Regions from separate parts of the Mus musculus genome. Here region 2 is linked to region 1. Evidence: chromatin contacts called from public HiChIP or PLAC-seq data. All regions are on one chromosome and are shown on one strand. The core of a region is the stretch at or near the end of the contact, and the rest is flanking DNA. Distances in the headings are between cores, read along the strand shown.

Region 1 (5,346 bases), core at 1,041-3,540:
TGGCCATCAGCAACGCTCATTTTGCCAAGCTACGGGATTTCATCACTCTGCGTCTCCCACCAGGCTTCCCTGTCAAGATTGGTGAGAGGGCAGGCAAGGGGGTAACCAGGACTTGGGCATGATGCCCTCCTCAGGTTTGGGGTTACTGAGGGGTGCAGGCAGCTCAAGCCTGGCTCTCTCCCCTCAGAGATTCCCCTCTTCCATGTGCTCAATGCCCGCATCACCTTCAGTAACCTTTGCGGCTGTGATGAGCCTGTGAGCTCGGTGTGCGTCCCCAACTCCAGTTCTGCCATTTCTGCTTCAGGTATGACTATAGCTACAGGAGACATTCACAGCTGGTAGCTCTCTGATCAGCCTTAGGGCTGAACATGACCCTTCCGCTGCCCTGCCCAGGAAGCCCTTTTCCATGTGAGGTGGACCCCACTGTATTCGAGGTGCCCGAGGGATACAGTGTGCTGGGTGCTGAGCGCAGCGAGCCCCTTCGGGATGAGGATGACGACCTGCTGCAGTTTGCCATCCAGCAGAGCCTGCTTGAGGCAGGCACAGAGGCAGAGCAGGTGGGATGCAAGTGGAAGGTGGGTCATGGCCTCTACAGCCACAGGCCCAAGGTGACAGTTCTGGGCTCTGGCTGCTGCAGGTGACGGTGTGGGAAGCCCTGACCAACACACGGCCTGGCATTCACCCTCCTCCCCGAGTCACAGTGTTTGAAGAGCAGCTTCAGTTGGAGCAGTGAGTCCCTCAGGAACTGTGTGTGGGTCCCTGGCTGCTGGTGATGGGTGGGAAGCCAGGGAGTTCTGATCCAAGGGCTCCATGCCTTCACATGGCAAAATGCTGCTTACCGTGGGGAGCATGAAGAGCCAAAAGAGGGCCTGCTTGTCTCTGTCCCTGACACCTTGTTCTCAAAATTGCATGGGCTTGGCTCCTCCCCAAGCCTTCTCACTGGTCTGCTCTCCCCTCAACCCTTACCCTGAAGGGCCCTGCAGGAAAGCCTACAGCTGTCCACAGAGTCCAGGGGTCCAGAATCTCCTCAGAAGACACCTCCATCCCCTGCACCCCCAAGCTTTGAGGAGCAGCTTCGCCTGGCCCTGGAGTTGTCTTCAAGGGAACAGGAGGAGTTGGAGCGACGGGGTCAGCAGGAAGAAGACGACTTACAGCGGATCCTGCAGCTGTCACTCACAGAGCACTGAGTTGCCTGGCCTTGGGACGGCTCCCCAGGGCCATGCCTTCTGCCTGGTTTTGTAATTTATTTATTTATAAACTGTCTGCTGCTGAGCTTGGGACCTGGGCACTGAAGATAGGCTAGCAGTGAGACTGAGGTGGAAATAAAGAGACCATCAGCAGTAGGCTTGCTGTCCTGCGTGGTCTGGAACCAAGGGGACACTGGATGGGGTTACTGATGGGTAGTCCTCGCTGGAGCTGGCACTGAGCAGCTTTGGAGCCTCCATTTCTACAGCTAGAAAATAAGACCACTTCTCACGGGGCAGGAGTTCCTGGAGATTCTGAAATTTCCCTGGATGCTACCCCAACCCCAGGTTCTGCCTGCCACCCAGCCTGATGGTCCATACTCCCGCTGGGCTGGGTCTTCCTATTCTACCTACTGGGGGAAGCTCCCACCTCATCCCCAAAACTCAGGCACAGGTTCCCCCTGTTTCAAGTATTTTCTACCAGAATGAACCTTTAAGCAAGTCACTCTCTGGGGAAGGGGCTCAGCCCTGTCCTAGTCACCCCTAGGGTGGACCTGAAATGCGTACAGGTATTGGGGACTATTGCAAAAATTCCAAAAAGGCCTTCTGTTCTCCCAGATCTTCTCAAGAGTAGAGGAATGACAGCCAAGCAGAAAAGAGAGCAAGTTTGGAATGGGGTGGTAGATTTAAGACCCATTGCCTCCCAGGTATGGTGGCGCATGCCTCTAATTCTAGTGCTTGGGAGGCAGAGGCAGGTGGATCTCTGGGTTTTAGGCGACTTGCTCTATATAATGAGTTTCAGGTCTGTCAGCTACATAGTGAGACCCTGTCTCAAAAACAAAACTGTTGCCCTTGCTCCTTCCTTTCCAAGAAACCATAGCATAAACCAAACAGTGGGGGTCCAAGTCTTACTGGGTGCAGCAAGAAGGGTTGAAAGCCTTCTGTGGGCAAAGCGACCAAAGCAGGGAAAGTGAGGTCTGGGCTCACCTGCGCCACGCCCTTGACCACGCCTCTAGCGCGGTCGGGGCGGGGCAAGCTGAACCGAGACCGCAGGGGCGGGGCCGCTGTCGCTCGGTACCAGCTCTACGCGACCAGACTGGTCATGAGTCGGGCCCTTTAAGGGCCGCTCCCGAGGAGGTGCCAGGCCCTGGTGGCTCCAATCTCTTCTTCCTGGTTGTGCGAAGGCAGGGACTGACCGTAAGGCTGAGGGAGGGGTCGTGCCGGGTGTTCGCCCAGGTGTTCCGGGCCTGCCTACCTTATGGCGCTGGTCACAGTGAGTCGCTCGCCGCCGGCAAGTGGCCACTCCACGCCTGTGGGACCCACGGTGAGTTTAGCTTGGTTTTACGCTCTTACAGTTGGCTGCCAAGGTAGGCCTTAGGGAGCAAGTCCTGCCCCTAGCAGACGGCTGGGAGTAGGCGGAGGGGGACCTTGAGTCTCACGTTTTAAGGCACTTGGGAGGCCCTGAGGCTCCCAGGAGCTCGACGTAGGTAGATGCGGAATCCTGAGAACCGCCCGGGTCTGTTGAAGCCCAGATCTGCCCAAATACCTCCCACACTCTGCAACCCCCTATCCTTGCAGCACTGCTGTACCTGGACTTAGGCCGGGTTTCTCTGGGGCCTGTTGGAGGGGAGCGGCTTCAGAGGAAAGAGATTTCTTTTCCACCTAGCGCTCCCTTGTAGGAAGAGGAGAGGCTTTTGGGTGCTTCCTGTCCTGGAAGCTGCTCTCTTACTCTATTCCCGGGCTGCTTTCTCAGCAGGACCGAGTGGTAAGACGCAGAGGCCGGCTCCAGCGCAGGTGAGTTCTGTCTGACAAATGCTTCCTTATAGCCTGTGGCCTAGCTGCTGCCATTGTGGACTCCTGATGTCTTGCTTGGACCAAGGACTCACTTAAGTATTGTCAGATAAACTCATGCTTAGGTGGGAGGCAGATGCTGTGGGTGGAGCTGGCAAACATCACATCTCTGGCTTGTGGAAGAACCAGCATGGTTAACTTAGCCCTGGCCAGTAGATGCTTTCACACATTACCTGGACCTTGGCTCGCCCAGTAATCCCAGGACCAAGGGCAGGATGGGACCTGAAGGAGTATAAGTGCTTAAACAAGTTTATAGCATCTGAGTCCACCCCGAAAAGGAACACATTCCAAAGGTGCAAAACAAGGTGAGGAGGAGCCTGAGAGCCCAAGGCTGGCTCTAGGTGCCTACCGCTATCAGGGTCCTGGTTACAAAAGTGCAAACTGTGCCTCACTCCGGCCCATCTGACTCTGGAGAGCGGGCCAGCAGCCCACTTCCGCCAGCCAGGGGACTCAGCCTCCCTAAAGTTTGAAAACCTATGACCTGAACCATGTCCCCATCGCTCTGCCAGGCAGAGTTTTGCGGTGCTCCGAGGGGCTGTCCTGGGACTTCAGGATGGAGGGGACAGTAATGTTGCATCTGAGGCTGACTCTGAGCCAATGGAGGAACCCTCAGGTGAGGAACAGCCCACCGAGGACCAGACTGACAAAGGGCAAGGACTCCAGAGTCCCTGGAAACAAGTGCAAAAGCGGCACCTGCACCTCATGGTGGAGCTGCTGAGGCCGCAGGATGATATCCGCCTGGTAAGGAACCACCCGGAGCTCATGTCTATCTAAGATCAGTGCTATGAGATCTGGGGCCACAACAACTCTGCCACTTCATCTAGAGACAGCAAGGCAAGGGCATATCTGTCTCTGGAGGGCTGGGAATGGACAAGGGAGGTTTGTCCCCTGTGAGCCAAGAGCTGGGGTTATATGAGGGAGGTCTCTGTTAATCCACAGGAGGCCTCTGTTGATACTAGTGAGTTGCCCAGAGATGGACTCATACTCCCAGGGTTGTGTAGTACGCCTTGGCAGCTAAGTGCCAGTCAGGCGACCAGAGCACCCAAGAAGTCTGGGATCCCCTGGAACCTAAGGGCCAGCTCCAGAAAGTGTGTGGAGGCAGACACTTCTTGTTGGCAGCAAAGAATGAAGAAGATTCGAGCTTTGGAAAAGCTGTTTAGAACAGAAGCCCTAGGGTTTTGTTGTTTGTCTTTTTTCTTACATGTTTTGGTGTTTTGCATGCATGTATGTCTGTGTGAAGGTATCAGAAGCTTTGGAACTGGAATTACAGACTGGTGTGAGCTGTCATGTGGGTGCTGGGAACTGAGTCTGGGTCCTCTGGAAGATTAGCCAATGCTTTTAACCATTGAGTCATCTTTCCAGCCCCAGGAATGTTGTTCTAAGCCATTATAAGATGAAATCTTTCTAGCATGTGTGAGGCCCTACATCTAATTCCTAGCACCACAAAAACAAAGATTAATATCTGTGGTAGGAGGCATTTCTCAAATAAAATATTTGCTAGTAGCAGGGCTAGAGAGGTGGCTCAGGGGTTAAGAGTTCTGACCGTTCTTCCAGAAGACCCTTAGTTCAGTTGTCTCTTGAAGGCCGCAAGAAGGATGGCCGCCTTCTCACTCAGATACTCTCTTGCGGAAACTGCCAGAAGTAGCACAGTTTTGGGGGTCAGACTTCAAAAGACAGTTTGTTGAGTCACAAACTGCAAAAAAGGAGTACCACTATATTCTCCAGTAGCCACTGATCTTCTGTCTAGGAATTGGTGGTACAGGGGCTGTCAAGATGTGAGCTGTGTCCATGTGGAGTGAAGAAACAGATCCTGGAGCTCCTATAATTCAGGGCCTCTTCCATCTTTCTAGGCAGCCCAGCTGGAGGCAGCCCGACCCCCCAGACTTCGCTACCTGCTGGTAGTATCCACGGGAGAAGAACTGAGTGAGGAGGCCATCCTGCTTGGGGTGGACTTCCCTGACAGCAGGTAGGAGCAGGGAGAGAAGGGTTGGGCCAAGGCTGTGAGGTGCTGAGGAACAATGGCTCTCCTGTCCCCTGCCAGTTCCCACAGCTGCACCCTGGGCCTGGTCTTGCCCCTCTGGAGTGATACCCAGGTGTACCTGGACGGCGATGGGTAAGAGGCAGCAACAGGAGGGGAGAGAGAAGAATGGGGAGGCAGGCATTGAACAGTGGGGCGGTGCTGGGACCTACTTTCTTATACGTTATGATCTTGGGCAAGTCACCTAACTCTGGGCCTCAGCATCCCCATATCTGGCAAATGAACAGGTTCTCTGAGAGCCTGGTATTTGGTTCCACCCTCCCTGGGTCTCCT
Region 2 (6,016 bases), core at 1,802-4,301, 570 kb before region 1:
CAATCAAGGATTATGCTACTGGGCCTAAACAAGAGTGATTTGGCACTCTAAACAGCAATTCAGCACAGTGAGAAAGTCACTATATATTTTTTTAAGGACCATGGCTTGCTCTGTCTGACCTCTATTATCACGAACTCCAAGGGATCATCTGATATAGGATTTTGGTTGTCTTGTGCAGGATGGTTGACATACATGGGAATACCAAGTTTGGGGATCCTTTTATTTAGAATATCAAGAAAAAGAATCTCAATCTCTTTTAAAGTCATTGAGAGTTCTACGTGAGCATTTGGGGGTGAGGAAGGGTTTGGGGGCACTTGGCCGCCTTAGTGAGTAGTGGGAGTATTCCCGGGGGCCACTAACGCCTGGCTGCTGCTCCCTGTGAAAGTGCATGATTGGCGGAAGGTTTTCTGGGCCTGGGTCAGATTGCGAATCCGCCGCTGCTGCTGGAGCCAGTACAGCATCTCCACTTTGTCCTGCTTCATCTTCTTCAGATAGCTCCGCCCCTTGAAGGTCACTGGCTCCCCAAAGACTGACTCTATCCTTTCCAACAAGGAAACCAAATTAGATTCCATTCGATTGAGCTTCCTTTGGAGATAGCTACGGAACCGATTCTCCTCCAGTAACCGATTCATCAACAAATCAGGCTTTTGGAAGAAACGATTGGGATCAGAGGCTTGTTGCTCAAACCACTCCAGTCTTCCTAGCAACGACTCCCTCTTTTGAATGGGCTTCAGGACCTGCTCCCAAGCCTTGATCAATGCTGGTAGCTGTTGCAGGCGTGCATTGGAGCTGTATTTAATAACCATGTCTAGCCGATTCTGTTCAGGGACTTCCAACATGACCCACAGTCGTTTGAGACGCTGCTGCAAGTTATGAATGTAGGCTCTCCCAGGTCCTGAGCCATCCTCTATCACTGAGCTCCAATCCCATTTTCCTTGCATGAACTCTAGCTCTTCATCTTGCAGCAGGGGAGGGGGTTGCTGAATATCTAGGTACTCTTGGACAGGGACTGGTACCTCCACAGGAGCCTCTTTTTCATACATTTGGAAGATGACGTGGAGGAAATCCGACTCCTGAAAGGAGAGGTACTTGAAGTAGTCCTCTGAAGACACCGAGGGTTTCAGCCAATTCATCCATACACCGTGTCTGTTTGGTCGCTTGTCCCAGCTTTTGTGCCTTGGGAGTAATGTGAGAGAGGGCACCTTCTCAGGGACTGGCTTCGGAGTGCTTGTTCTTCTGGAGTAAAATCCAACCAGATTACGGTTGATGATTGGCATATGTTTATCTTGGTGTAGAAAAGATGAGGCCAAGTAGGAGGACCAATCTTTATCTGCTGAAGGCTCAATTTGGTCTCCTTCCTCAAAAGATAAGTGACTAACAGAGACTCGGCTCATCAACTCCTTGTAGACCTCTCCGGTGGTGTTCCCAACAAGACGATCCGCATCCATTTCTTCAATGGCTTTACCATCCAGTTCCCCAGTCAGATGGTTGTATAGGACTCCAGCCCCCTCAACGTGGAAAGAGTCGTTAAAGTATCTTTCAGAGAGTTGCACAGTAGCTACCTGGACTATAACTTGATCATGTACCTTCAAAGCAACAGTGACTGGCTGTGGGTGTAGTGGGATGATTCTCGGGGGTTGGAGATCCCACTTTCCGGAGGCTTCTTCCTCCTGCAGGCTTTTGATCATTTGCTGCAGTTTCTCTAGGTGGTGCTGGGCAGTTAGGCGCCGGGTAAGGACCCCGAGGAGGGGAGGCAGGCCAGAGTCCAGCAGGGAGTATCGACTCCACTCCATTCTCATGATCTTCATTTTCTGCTTCAGATCCTCAGCCACTATGTCCCGGAATGGCAGTGGTTTACTCTCTGAAGCCAAGATCAGCGGGGTGAGGGGATGAGGAGAGGGAGGAAGAAGGCACAACTCATCTGCCAGACTCCACCCCTCATGAAGACAAGGCATGGACTGGCCCCTTTGGAGCCAGGAATGGACTGGTGAGGTGGGGAATTGGTGACTCTCACTGCTGGGAGAATGACTAGGCAGTGGTACCATCGGTGAGGGTCTCGATTCAATTTCTTTATCCTTTATCATGGAGGGCACCCAGAGGAGCTGCTGTCTACTCTTCAGCTGGGGGATGGATTTCAACTCTTCCACTGGATCAGGTTCGGGCTCACTGGGGAAATCATATGGGCGGCTGAGTTGGACAAGGTAGTTCAGGTTGAGGCTAGAGCACGGCATGTGGTCTAAGCCAGTGCTGTGAGGCCAGGGGATTGGACAGAGCTTGAAAGTCCCAGGGGGACAGGGAGGAGGACGCAATTTGACTATGCCTCCCTGGGCGTGCTTTAAATTTAGCAGGGTCTGAAAATCAGCCAGCAGACAGCGATAGACATCAGGACTGGTGAGGAAAACTGTGCAATCCCTGGCAAGGTTTACTGCCAACCGGCTGAGGGTGGCTGATTCAGTGAAGACCCTTCTAGAGGTCGGCAGGGTCACCAGCAGGTGCAGGTAGCGTACGAAGAGCTGCTCACTACTGATCAGCACGTAGGACTCGAGCCGCTGCCGCAGCTTCTGGTTGTTTTCGTAGTCCAGAATGGGTTCTATAGGAGGTTCCCGCCAGTTGCACTTCAGCTCTTCTAGAATAACCTCAGTGAGACGAAGTCGGTCCTTGGCAGTTACTCGTGCCGCCCGCCCGCTGCTTGCTAGCCGCTTGGACACTTGGCGGCACAGCGGCCCAACTTTCAGCTTCGCCAGCGGGATGGATTGCAAGGGCGTGGCATCTTGAGAGGGGCGCTTCGGAGGCTCTGGAGGAGGCTTCGCCTTGCTGGGGAAGAGCGACAGCGGACTCAGCAACCGGTGGTAAATCGGCTTGAGGTCAGGTTCCTGACTGTGTGGTTCCATCTTTACCAGGTGGTTCCGGCTGAGCGGGTAGAGGACGCCAAATGGTTACTAAGGAAACTGCATCAATGCGCCTGCGCAGCCGGTAGCACTACCGGACAGCTCAGAGGCCTCAGCCTAGGGAGCGCACGCGCCAAGGAGGTGGAGCTAAGGGCGGCCTCCGAGACTCCGCCCATCCCACAAAGTAGAGTTGTGTTGGTCTCTGGACCCTACCGGTTCGGTGCGGCCTAGGCAGTGACAACAGCTAGGATGGCTTCGAAGTCGGGGGACGGTGGGACTGTGTGTGCGGTGAGTGAAAGCTTCATGTGGAGCCTCGCATAACTTCAGCCCTTGGGGTGATCAATATCTTGGGAAGCCAGGAAAGAACAGGCTCCTGGGGAGGTGAAATTCCGGGGTTAGGACGGAGATGCCCCTCACGGGAGGGGGGTTGGTGGTAAAGACCGCGATCCTGGAATGTTCATGAGATAATAAAGGAGGAATTTGAAGAGAAGTCAAGTGCAATGTGTGCAAAGAGACATAGGGGATGAGGTGGCGAGTAAGGATCATGTCTGACATGTGCCCTGGCCTTGCTTCCCTTACAGTTGGAGTTTGCAGTGCAGATGAGTTGTCAGAGCTGTGTGGATGCTGTGCACAAGACCCTGAAAGGGGTGGCAGGTAAGAGTAGACAATCTTTCTGGGATCAGCCAGGGGTTTGTGTTTAGCCGTATTCCGGTTGCATAGATGCAGAAAGAATGAAAGGAAGTTTCTCAGAGTCCGGGAGATGCAGAGCCTAGAGTATAGGCCTCAAGCTTTGCCTAGCCAGAGCTTTCTTCTAGTACAAACTGCCTGTCCAGCTGCTGAACAGCATGGAACTAGCCAGAGTATAGAGCACTTCCTACCAAGGGCATTCTAGAGGGGGAGGGGGGCGGGCATTTGAGGTCTGGCTTGGGAAATAGAACAGTTCTGAGAAAGCAGACAACATCCCTGGCCCAATTCAGGGACTTTAAGCCAGGAGGTCTGCAGGTGGGTGACCTGGCAGAAGAGGAAAGATATGAAAGGCAGAGTCATTTTCCTGACGCTAGAAACTGGCTGTTTTGGATTCTGTTAAATGTTCATTCAACCTTTCAGCCAGTATAGATTAGACACTGGGGGTTTCTGAGGGAAAATGTTTACCCCTATGCTTAGGTAAAGATCGTATAAGCTTTGGCAAAGGAGCGCTCCTAGAACACTTCCTTGGGAAGCCATGGTGGCAAAGGGAAAGAAGGAGATGAGAGTCTGAAGCCAGGACACTGGCAGGGGTGGGGTGGGGAACCCCAGTGCGTATAGTTCCACAGATGTACAGCTTCGTGCTTATTTTCTGTGTTTCTGTTTCTTCAGTGTTTGAACAGTGTTCATAGCTCAGTGTTGTCATGAGGAGTGAATTAGTTGATACAAGTCTTGAGCCTGTAGTGAGAGCCCACTCAATTTCAGGGGATTGTAAGAGGAAAGAGGAGAAAAGCTTACAGGCAAAGGTGGGGTTTTAGGAGGACGATTGAGGGGACTGATTGTTTTGTTTTATTTTGAGATAAGGTCTTTCTCCACATAGCCCTGGCTTTCCTGGAACTCACTATGTAGGCCAGGCTGGCCTGCAGTTCACAGAGATCTGCTTACCTTTACCCCCGAGTGCTGAGATGAAAGTTGTGCGTGCGTGCGTGCGCCACCACACCTGACCTGGAACTATTATTTGATTTATTATTAGTGAGTGTGTGCATGATGTGCTTGGAGGAGGGCTTGTGCATGTGGAGGTCAAGAACAACTCCAGAGCTGGTTCTCTGCTTCCAGCTGTCTTGTGTAGCATGAACAGTTCACCCAGGGCTGGAGAGATGACTTAGCAACTAAGAGCACTAACTGCTCTTCCAGAGGTCCTGAGTTCAATTTCCAGCAATCATCTGTAGTGGGATCTGATGCCCTCTCTGGTGTGTATGTACTCACATACATAAAATTAATAATTTTTTTAAAAAAGCACAAAAAGAAACAAAAAACAAAAAACCCAAACAAACCAAAAAGCAGAACCAAACCCGAAAAGTTCATCCGTTAAGCCATCTGCCTGGCTTGGGATGATTTTTTTTTTTTAGGTTTATTTTTAAAATCTGTTTTATTTAATATGTACGGGTGTTTTGCGTGCCTGTGTCTGTGAACCATGTGTTTGCCAGGGGCAAGGAAGATGGCTGAGTCAGTAGAAGTGATAGCTGCATCAGTGTGAGAGTCCAGTTCAGATTGCCAGCACCTGTGTCTATGCCAGACTGGCGTGGCAGACAGACCGCCTGTGGTCCCAGCCCTCAGAAGATAGACACAGGGATCCCAGGGCAAGCTGGCTAGCTAGACTAACCAAATCAGTGAGCTCTGGGTTCAAGTGACAGAACCTGCCTCAGCATAACAGGTGGAGAGCAATTAAGGAAGACAGGTGGACACCACACTCGGGAACATGCGTGCATACTCCACACATATACACACACTCAAGAACATGCGTGCATACTCCACACATATACACACACTCAAGAACATGCGTGCATACTCCACACATATACACACCAATACATACATACATACACACATACATACCATCTCCTTGGCTTCTATGTGGACAGCTATTAAAACAGCGGTTCTTAACCCACATGGGTCAAGACCCCTTTGGTGTTTGCCCAAGACCATTGTAAAACACAGATTTTACATTACGATTCATAATGGTAGCAAAATTATGTTATGAAGAAGCAACAGTGGTTGGGGATCACCGTAACATGGGGGACTGTGTTAAAGGGTCACAGCATTAGGAAGGTTGAGAATCACTGGACTAAAGAAAGAAAACAGGAAGTCCATAGAGCGGGTTCAGGAGCAGGCTCAGGAGAAGTGAGGTGTCTAGGATAAGTGATGAGGCCTGATTGTGTTTTGCATACACAGCAGATATGGGTCCTGATGGTCTGGCCTGGCATAGCGTGGATTCCCAGACCCAAGATCTCCCAGGAGGAGCTGATTTTGTGCTCTGGATGTGGGAGGGCCAGAGTAGAATGTTCCTGTGACTCTCCCCTTTAGAATTGCCCACCTCACTCTGAAACAGAAGGAGGAGGGGCTTCCAGTAGTGCAGCAGGTGGTCTGTTTGGCAGGTGGATCTT

Evidence for each region. HiChIP or PLAC-seq counts read pairs in DNA pulled down with a chosen protein or histone mark.
Region 2: a contact with region 1 is called in a FOXA1 HiChIP or PLAC-seq map of pancreatic cancer cells. The contact joins the promoter of Ccs here to the promoter of Ssh3 in region 1. A contact is called at or near these places in 1 of 15 datasets of contacts at CTCF or cohesin (the NIH/3T3 cell line), 1 of 115 datasets of contacts at active chromatin or transcription factors (pancreatic cancer cells) and 1 of 9 other capture datasets (pancreatic islet).

The regions. Positions count from the first base shown.
Region 1 is chr19:4,266,177-4,271,522 of GRCm38.p6, reverse strand. It overlaps Ssh3 (slingshot protein phosphatase 3), which reads left to right and starts at 2,290. Exons shown (of 14, transcript NM_198113.3): 1 at 2,290-2,508; 2 at 2,938-2,978; 3 at 3,545-3,776; 4 at 4,886-5,001; 5 at 5,077-5,148. The coding sequence starts at 2,443. It overlaps Ankrd13d (ankyrin repeat domain 13 family, member D), which reads left to right. Exons shown (of 15, transcript NM_026720.2): 11 at 1-81; 12 at 188-304; 13 at 394-557; 14 at 638-729; 15 at 974-1,343. The coding sequence ends at 1,187.
Region 2 is chr19:4,836,357-4,842,372 of GRCm38.p6, reverse strand. Ccs (copper chaperone for superoxide dismutase) reads left to right here and starts at 3,051. Exons shown (of 8, transcript NM_016892.3): 1 at 3,051-3,176; 2 at 3,470-3,542. The coding sequence starts at 3,138. It overlaps Ccdc87 (coiled-coil domain containing 87), which reads right to left and starts at 3,007. Exons shown (of 1, transcript NM_207268.3): 1 at 1-3,007. The coding sequence starts at 2,891. The coding sequence ends at 324.